3 separate regions of the Mus musculus genome follow, and regions 1 and 3 are each linked to region 2. The links are chromatin contacts, called in public Hi-C maps. All regions are on one chromosome and are shown on one strand. Each heading gives the region's core, a stretch centred on a gene start, on an enhancer-like site or on the middle of the called end of the contact. The rest is flanking DNA. Distances are from core to core; before and after follow the strand shown.

What was found. Hi-C and Micro-C count contacts between places; a contact is called where the count stands out from the background.
Region 1: a contact with region 2 is called in a Hi-C map of B cells, with 6 read pairs. The contact joins the promoter of Micos10 here to the promoter of Pef1 in region 2. A contact is called at or near these places in 1 of 39 promoter capture datasets (pre-B cells) and 1 of 484 Hi-C or Micro-C datasets (B cells).
Region 3: a Hi-C map of regulatory T cells shows a contact between it and region 2, with 5 times the contacts expected there. The contact joins the promoter of Usp48 here to the promoter of Pef1 in region 2. A contact is called at or near these places in 2 of 484 Hi-C or Micro-C datasets (CD4 T cells and regulatory T cells).

The regions. Positions count from the first base shown.
Region 1 is chr4:139,129,848-139,132,769 of GRCm38.p6, forward strand. Micos10 (mitochondrial contact site and cristae organizing system subunit 10) reads right to left here and starts at 1,266. Exons shown (of 4, transcript NM_001163006.2): 1 at 1,075-1,266. The coding sequence starts at 1,138.
Region 2 is chr4:130,106,280-130,109,069 of GRCm38.p6, forward strand. Pef1 (penta-EF hand domain containing 1) reads left to right here and starts at 1,277. Exons shown (of 5, transcript NM_026441.4): 1 at 1,277-1,371. The coding sequence starts at 1,348. It overlaps Gm40258 (a long non-coding RNA gene), which reads right to left and starts at 1,839. Exons shown (of 2, transcript XR_868200.3): 1 at 1,322-1,839.
Region 3 is chr4:137,592,879-137,595,838 of GRCm38.p6, forward strand. Usp48 (ubiquitin specific peptidase 48) reads left to right here and starts at 1,294. Exons shown (of 27, transcript NM_001355588.1): 1 at 1,294-1,638. The coding sequence starts at 1,505.

The DNA.
Region 1 (2,922 bases), core at 16-2,515, 9.0 Mb after region 2:
TGAGAGTCCTGTGTAGTGGTGCACACCTTTAAATCCAGCAGAGAGTGTCTGAGTTCAGGGCTAACTTGGCTGACATAGTTTTCCTGGCCAGCCAGGTCTCCATAGTGAGGCACTGTCTCAATAAATAGGGCAAAGAGCTACTGAGGGAGGGAAGCCACTCATCATCGATCTCTGGCCTACACACCAATAGCTGCAGACAATCAACAAGAGAAAGATGGAGTGGACGAGGATCAGCAGAGAGCCTGAGAACCCCAAGGAAGAAATCCTGGGGGGGGAGGGATTCTCAACTATGCCACATTATCAGCAACGCGATTTCAGGCAAGCTCCTTCACCGAGCTCCAACTCACGACGAGACAGGTCATTTCCGAGCTACCGTGGCGAGCAGCGCGCCTAACATCTGCATCACCATCACTATTATATGGGACACCCCCGCCCCCCGAGCCTCCTTCCCCGACCCCGTGACCTCACAAAGTGTGTCGTCACAGGACGCGTGTCCAAAGAGACAACCTGGACTACCGAGGGGGCCGGCGGTGGCCGCGATCTATCTGACTGCGGCCATTCTTCCGGAGAATAACCCCCGGCTCCAACTGCAGACCCGAGGCGGGTTCGGATCAATGAGGCCGGGCACGACCGCAATTGCCAGCGCGGCCCGACGGAGGCGGTTAAGCGCCTTCTTCTATGACCTTCTTCCGAAGGCCGCTTGCTCCCGGCTGGGGAGCCGTCTGCGCTCCGGCCGGCTGCTCGCCTAACCCGGGGGACATGGGGCATGGAGTGACAGAGTTTCCCGGCGCGTCCCGCACGCCTTCCCACTCCCGGAGCACCGCTGCTTCCCCGGGCCTGCACCTCCAGCCACCTCGGAAACTCCCGCGCCCTTCGGCCCGTTGTCCTCGCCGCCCTCGTCGCCCTCGTCGCCCTCGCCGCCCCGCTTGACAGTCGTCACCTGTCAGCGCCCCGCAGCTCAGCGCGCCCCGCCGTCCAGACAGCAGCAGGCCGCGGCTTGACCCCTGCGGCTTCCCGTCCGCGCGCGGGCCGCTCGGCTCCAGCCCAGGGCCTACCAGAGGCAGATGAGCTCACCTAGCTTCACGACCGTGTCGGCCATGCACCGGTCCCACTTTCTGCCCAGCTCGGACTCCGACATGTTCCTCACTGGCAACTCCAGCACTCTTCACGGCCGGCCCCCGCGCTCCTACTGATGGCAAGTCTCGCGAGAGCCGGCCGCCACCATAAGCTTCCGGCCGGAGCCGGCGCGCCAAATATCGCGGGATCACATACGTCGTCCCTGGCTTCCGGCTTTTCTTCGCTCGGTCGTCAAGGTGACAGGTTGCCTGGGAGCCGGAGGTGACCCTGACCTTGGAGATAGCGGAAGGGAAGCGAAGACTGACTACATCCAGAGTACAGAAGGCCTTGTCTTTCCTGGGTTTTTCATATTTGTACATAATTATTTTGGCCATTGCCCTCCTCCCGTTCTACTGTTGCCCTCTTTCATCCTCCATTTTATACCTACTGAACCCCATCTTCCTCATGTGTGTATGTGTATATATGTGTGTATGTATATGTATACATGTATATATATAAAATATACGTATATTATATATCTATATTATATATAATAAAACATATAACAAATAAAATAATGTGTGTGTGTGTGTGTGTGTATATATATATATATATATATGTTATATACTTTGTTTTTGTTTTTGTTTTTTTTTTTTTTTGAGGCAGGGTCTCTCTGTGTAGCCCTGGCTGTCCTGGAACTCACTCTGTAGACCAGACTGGCCTTGAACTCAGAAAACCCCTGCTTCTGCCTCCCAAGTGCTGGGATTAGAGGCATGTGCCACCACTGCCCGGCATGTTATATGAGGGTTTGGTTTTGTTTTCTGTTTCTCTGATTGTCTCTGTTTTGTTTTGTTTTGTTTTTCAGAGACAGGGATTCTCTGTGTAGCCCTGGCTGTCCTGGACCTGGCTCTGTAGAGCAGGCTGGCCTTGAATTAAGAGATCTACCTGTCTCTGCCTTGTAGGGCTGAGATCAAAGATGTGCACCACTCCATCCACAGTTTAATTAGGGTTGTCTGCATGGCCACAGTCGGGGAGTATTTATTTGAGCATGAACGACTTCCATTCAAATGGATTTAAAAACAACCCCCCACCCTGCTGCATTTTATACAGAGTGTGTGGGTGCCTGCGCATGCCCTATAATGGCACATGTGGGAGTCAGAGGACAGCTAGTGGGAGTGGGTGCCCCTCCACCCTGTGGGTGCCAGGGACTGAACGCAGATCACCAGACTTAGAGGCAGTGCTATTACTTGCCGAGTGACCTAAACAGCCCTAAAGCGCAACCAGTGTTACTTTATAGATACTTCTTTTCTTCCACCCACTCAACCCCCTAACACTAGATAGGCGATAAGAAAGGATAGGGCAACAGGTGACGTTATCATTAGACTGTTTCCTGCTGATGAGGGGCATTGAGTTCCTTGGAGCAAGCTTGATCTTCTCCAGCAGAATAGCTAGTTTCTTATTGTTTCTTCCCACTTTACTACTTAACCAGCAGCAACCCACCAACAACCTGCCCCTTGAGGCCCTAGCATTTATAGACCCTTTGGAAAGTCCCCAGGATCCAAACGTCACACAGTCGCAGAAACCATCTGCAGCTGGCAGAATCACACCCCTGGTAGAGCTCGAGGCCACGTCAGCGCTGTGGACAGTCTGAAGCAGCCCTACATCCCACACCTGGGATTAAGACAAAAGCCAAGTCTTATTTCTGTGTTTTTCAAAGAAACCAAACTTCTCACTACTCAAATACCTCTCTCTCTCTCTATCTCGTTTTAAACTGCATTTGTCCCTGCTTCCTGGACGTCTGTCTCTCTGGCTACTCATACCTGCAAGACACCACCCTCCCTGATTCTGATGGTTTCCTCCAGCCCT
Region 2 (2,790 bases), core at 27-2,526:
GTTCATTTTTAAGTTAGCATTTTCCTAAGTTGTATTCCAGAAAACTGTGACTCAGAGAGGTTAAATGACTTCTTCAAGATCACACAGCTAGAAACTGTTTAAAAAAGAAAACGAACAACAGGATCTGCTCACTAACGCCAGTGCTGAGGGGGAAGCTGAGCAAAGAAATAAGCCAGCGGGGCGCTGGTGGGTAAGGCTGGGCCAGATCACGAAGGAACTGGATCACCAGACTTGTCTTCCTCTGCAGGTAAGGATGAGGACCGTGCTTTGCAGACTGTCCTATGGCCAGTACCACGATCAGCAGTGGGACTGTGGAAAGTGCCTGGCTAGATTGAAAGCTCAGGACTTTTTATTTAAAAAGTATAGTGTTGGCACTGTAGATACTGGGGATACAATTATAAGCAAATCAAACACAATTCTTGTCCACATGAGAGTTTTTGTTGTTGCTGCTGCTGCTGTTGTTGTTTGAGACAGAGCCTCATTATGCAGCCATGGCTAGACTGGAACTGTCTATGTATGTATGCTTGCTTCTGCCTGCTGAGACTAAAGGCATGTGCCACCAGGCCCGGCCACGTGGGAATGTAACTAATCAAATAAACATGCAACCAAGTTTAGAACCTAAACCCCAAGAGCCAAGTACAGGAAAGTTGGTAACTTAGGAACTGTGATTTGACCTACAGAGGGAATAAAACCTCCTTGTTGAGACCTAGTCATCTACTGACACTAGTTCTAGGCCGTACTTTGCTGAGGAACTCACTGTGAGTTTAGGTAACTAAGTCATTGCCTTTCTGAGCCTCAGTTTCCCCATACATAAAGATAGGAGCACCGTGACATCTTAATTTTCCTTCTCTTCTGGCGGTCTGACCTTTCTCCACTGTCCACGGGTCTGTTTAGTACCCACGTTCTAAATGGCACCTGCATTCCAGGAAAGGCTTAAGTTCTCAGTAGCCATGGCAACCGCCTGGGCGTTAGAAGTAAAGTGATCACGACAGTGACGTAACTAATATGCGTCAGGTTATAATATGGCCTTGCCAGGTTATAATATGGCCACCACAGAAACAACTGACCAAGTCTCCCCATTAGATAACTACAGCTGGCCAGGCCCGAGGTCCGCTGCAGGTCACGAAAAATAAAAACAAACGAGCCACTACGGTCAACAACACTTCCGGACACTCCTACCCAGCCCTCTGTAAGGTACCAGCTCACCGCCTGTGACTTCCGTTTGTTGACCGGAAGATTGACAGCCTGTCCGTCCAATCACAATCGGACCCGCCCCAAAATCCAACCAGGAGCGGCATTGGGAGCAGGAAACTCCGCCTACCACAGTTGTGTGACGTCATAACCGCCATGGCCAGCTATCCAAACGGACAGGTGAGTTGTAGTGGCCCCTGCGTCAATATTTGGGCTTGTCTATAGATCCGGTACCACTCTCCATCCTCGGCTCTTTCTCCCCACTTGATCCGCAGCCTTTTCACGCAGAGGTTTACTTCAACAAGACTCTGTGTGAGCGAGAAACAGGAGGGCCAGTCCGTCGCGCTCGTTTTACGTCACATAGGACCACTCGAGGGGTTGTTTATATTGCGCAAAACTGGCTTTGGGGGTTTTGCTGTGAATTGATCCGGGCTGAACCGGACCAGGGTGCTTAACTCAGGTCTCCGTGGGGCGGAGTCCTCTGTGCTCTCGAGGCGTTTAGAGCTCTTTTTCCCTTGGAGTCTTTCTGGGCGTAACTTGATAAAAACAAGTTGCCCGACTCTCTCAGCACCGTCCTGCGACCGAATAATCTCGGGACAATCAGTGGTAGGAGGTACCAGAAGTGAGATTACACCCCTCACGGTTGTCCAGCGTCCTTTCACACGTAGGAAAAGTGAAACCCAGAGAAGATATGGAGTTTATCTAAGTTACCAAGTAGTTAGGCAGCAGAGCCAAGGTCAGAACTTGGGTTGTCTGCAACTGCTTCTTCCTTCCTTTCTAGCCTGCCTTGAACCAGCCGGGAACATCATTTCAGTGTGATTTATTTTGTGGCCAGAATTAGGTGACATAGAGGTGCCAAATGCAGTTTTGAGTTAAAAGTGGAGCCAGATCTTTGCCGCATTAGTTTTAAGTCTTTTTTTTTTTTTTTTTTTTTTCCTGATCCAGTTTCCTCTCATAAAATGGACCAAGTAGTAAGAGTCCACCCCTCACAGAGTTATTAGGAAGAACGATGTGATTCCTGTAGGCATATGCTATGCTATACGGTAAAGTGTAACATCACTTTGTAGGAGTTTTCAAAGCAGGCCCCTCACTTCGAAATAATTTGGACAAAATAATCGTCCTGATCACAGAGTAGTTTAAGAGATTAGTCTCATGTATGGAAAGTGGAATGCAAAGTCAAATGGGTTATTACCAAGCTTTGATTGGCCATAGTCACAGACTAAAAGATATTTAAAGGCCTATGTGGTTTATATAGCATTTCTTACATTTACTTTGTGTGTGTGTTGGGGGTGGGGAGAGGGCGGCTACACATGTGCACATGCACAGGAATTATTTTTTTCTCTATCATGTGGGTCTTGGGGATCAACCTTCTTGGGCCTTTCAGCAAGCCCCTTTACCCACTGAGTCATCTTGCTGGCTCCCACACAGCAGTTGGGCCCCCATTGTGCCCATATGAAGACCCTGTAAGCATGCAGGGCTTATTATTTTGACTTATAGCTGAGGAGCAAACCCAGAGAGGCTTAGAGGTCTCACATAGCTGGTGAGGGTGAGGCCAGGGTTAGAGCTTTGAATTCCACTTATTGCATACTTGGCAGAAGT
Region 3 (2,960 bases), core at 44-2,543, 7.5 Mb after region 2:
AAAAAGAAACTCACTAAATTTGCAAGGCTCTACCCTTCACCACCAGAGTACTGGGATTAAAGGTGGGCCCCACAACAGTGTTCAACTGTTAACCAGTGGTATAGGAATTCAGTGTTTATTTGTTTGACTTTTTTTTTTTTTCCTTCCAGGAGACGAGGTTTCTCTGTGTGGCCCTGGCTGTCCTGGAACTCACTCTGTAGACAAGGTTGGCCCACTAACTCAGAGATCTACCTGTCTCTGCCTCCTGAGATTAAAAGTGTGTGCCACCACCAACCAACTGGTGTAGGAATTCTTTAAGAAAGGAGGTGTATGTGTGTGTGTCCTGACTTAGAAGATTTTTGTGTTTTTTATTTTCAGCCTAAATTCAACCAAAGGACCAAATCTTGCTTCAGTAAATCTTGACTTCAGTTCAAGGTTACTTGGGGGCTGGTGGGGTGGGTTGAGGAGTAGATAAGGGAGGAATTAGTCCTTGAATTCCCACAGGGCTTTTACATATTTAAAGTCCTGGAATTTTCTCTCTTTAGCTGTAATAGCTCTTTTCTGTTACAAAACGCTGTGATTCAGTTTAGCCTTTTTTAGGTCTAAGGGGAAGTAGTTGCAAAAAGGAAATAATATCACAGCAGGGAGCTAGGGTGTACACTCCATAACGAATTAAGACGTCAAAGTGTTGACCCTCTGGTCAACAGCCTACAGCAAAGAACACGTCCCAGACCTGTGTATGCTTCTAAACAACCTGCAACTCAAAGACTGAGCCTATCACTTCGAAGACTACAAACCCCAGGATGCCTCGCGCTCCGCGAGTGGCAGAGCGCATTGCACGCTGGGATATGTAGTCCCGTTGTAGCATCCGCAAACCACATAACGCCTCGTGACGTCAGAAAGCACGGGCAAGGAGCCGGAACTCGCCCAGGCTCAAGTGAAATCCTCGATCCGACTGTGGCGTTCCGGCTGCCTCGGTTTCTGCTATTATCAGGTCCCACTCACAGTCCCGGTGGCCCTATGGTGTGCGTTGAGTACTCTATGGTGTAACTTTGTCACAGTAACAGGGGAAGTGTGGAAAGCAAGGGCAAGCTCTCGCTCGTCGGAGTAGACGACGGAGGCTGAAGCGTAGCTAGCTGCCTTCACCATGGCGGAAAAAAGACGTGGCGAGTCGCCTTTGGGCAGACGCTTGGCTTTCTTCCGCCAGTCGGATTACATGGGCTTTCGGCGCAGGGACTCCTGGGAGCACGCATGCGCAGACTGCGGCAGGGCGTACGCCTCCAACGTCCGCAGGCGCGGGGTCTGTCGGGTATCGGCGGCGGCGGCGGCGCTTTGCGGCTGGTCGTGCGAGCTGGGCGCGGGCGGGCGGGCGCGGCGGCCGTGGCGCGCGCAGGTGATTGACTGCTCTCCTGTCTGAGGGCAGCGCTGGGTTCTTTCGGCTGGCAGGGGCCCGTGCCCATTCGGGCGGAGACGGAGGCGGCGCCGGAGGCCACCGGGCTCGGCGAGTGCTACCTCGGTCAAGGCTATGGCTCCGCGGCTGCAGCTGGAGAAGGCGGCCTGGCGCTGGGCGGAGACGGTGCGGCCCGAGGAGGTGTCGCAGGAGCACATCGAGACCGCCTACCGCATCTGGCTGGAGCCTTGTATCCGAGGCGTGTGCAGGTGAGGTCCTCGCGTGGCCGAGGCGGGATCGGGGGACGGGGGACCGGGAACCAGGGCGATGCACGGTGTTACTGCATCTCCTTTCAGTTTGCACGACCCGGGAGCTACGCAGCCCCCGAAGTGATGCGGCTGCTGGGCTCGCATCCTGAAGATGGCGGTGGAGATAGTTGGAGATAGGGCTTAGTAAGTAACGCTGGAGTGTTGTTTGATCTTGGGCATAGCTGTGCGCTTTTCGCTTGTAAAAGGGGAACTTGCCGACAGCGAACTTCGTCGACATTGTATCTCCTGTCATTGCACGCTGAGAAGGCCTGATCACCTAAGTATCACTTGCAGAGAGCAGGTTTAGAAAACCCTTTGGTTAACCTACGTCATCGGTCCCCCGCTCTCATTGGCTGGCTCTCTTTGACCTATAGGTGTTTTCTTTTGGTCACCCTAACTCCACACCACTTTGCAGAGTAAAGTGTTTTTAGCTGTTTAAATTCTGCTCCCCCTTCGTGGCCCTTGGTTCTGATCTTTTTTTGCGTAGAGTGGTTTTCTTATCCCCACCTCGTAGCCTGCACCGGCCTGTGTTCAATCGAATTGATAAACCGAGGCATGCTCCATAGCTCCGTGTCATCGGGCGTGTAGGGAAAAGTGGAAGACGTGGAAGCCTTGGTTCCTGGCTTCAGAGCTGTGCCTCATTTGAGATATAATGTAAGTTAGGAAGTTTTCAAAAGTAAAGCGGGTGCATCTTTCTAAACTCTAGGTGTCTGCTCACAAGGACATTAAGACTCCTCGAAGTTCTGGAACGGCATCAATTTGTATAGTGTGGAATTGAAACAGCTTTACCGAGGCACTCATTTGAAGTGTATAGTTACAGTGCTGGTGGTTTAGCTTGAGAGTAGAGTGGTGGTTTTATGCTTGAGTCCCTTGGTTCAATTACCCGCACAGGGGATATAAAAGACAGAGTTAAGTCTGGGGCTGGAAAGATGGCTAATTAGTAAAGAGGGCTCAGGCTTCTCTTCAAAGGATCACAGTACCATTTGTTCTGAGAACCCACACCAGGTGCTTGATAACCACCTGTAACTCCAGCTCCAGAGCATGTGCAAAGCCTTCTTCCAGACACAGTGGGCACCTGAGCATTAGTGCACACACACACACACACACACACACACACACACACAAATGATCTGTTTTGATACTGTACAATTGCCAATATCCTTTTTTCTTTCTTTCTTTTTCAATTTTTTTCAATTTGTTTTTGTAGAGCTGGGGACTCTGGTGTTTTGTATGTTTGAGGATTTAGCCCGTGTTTACCTGGGACTTACAGTCCTTCGAGCTAG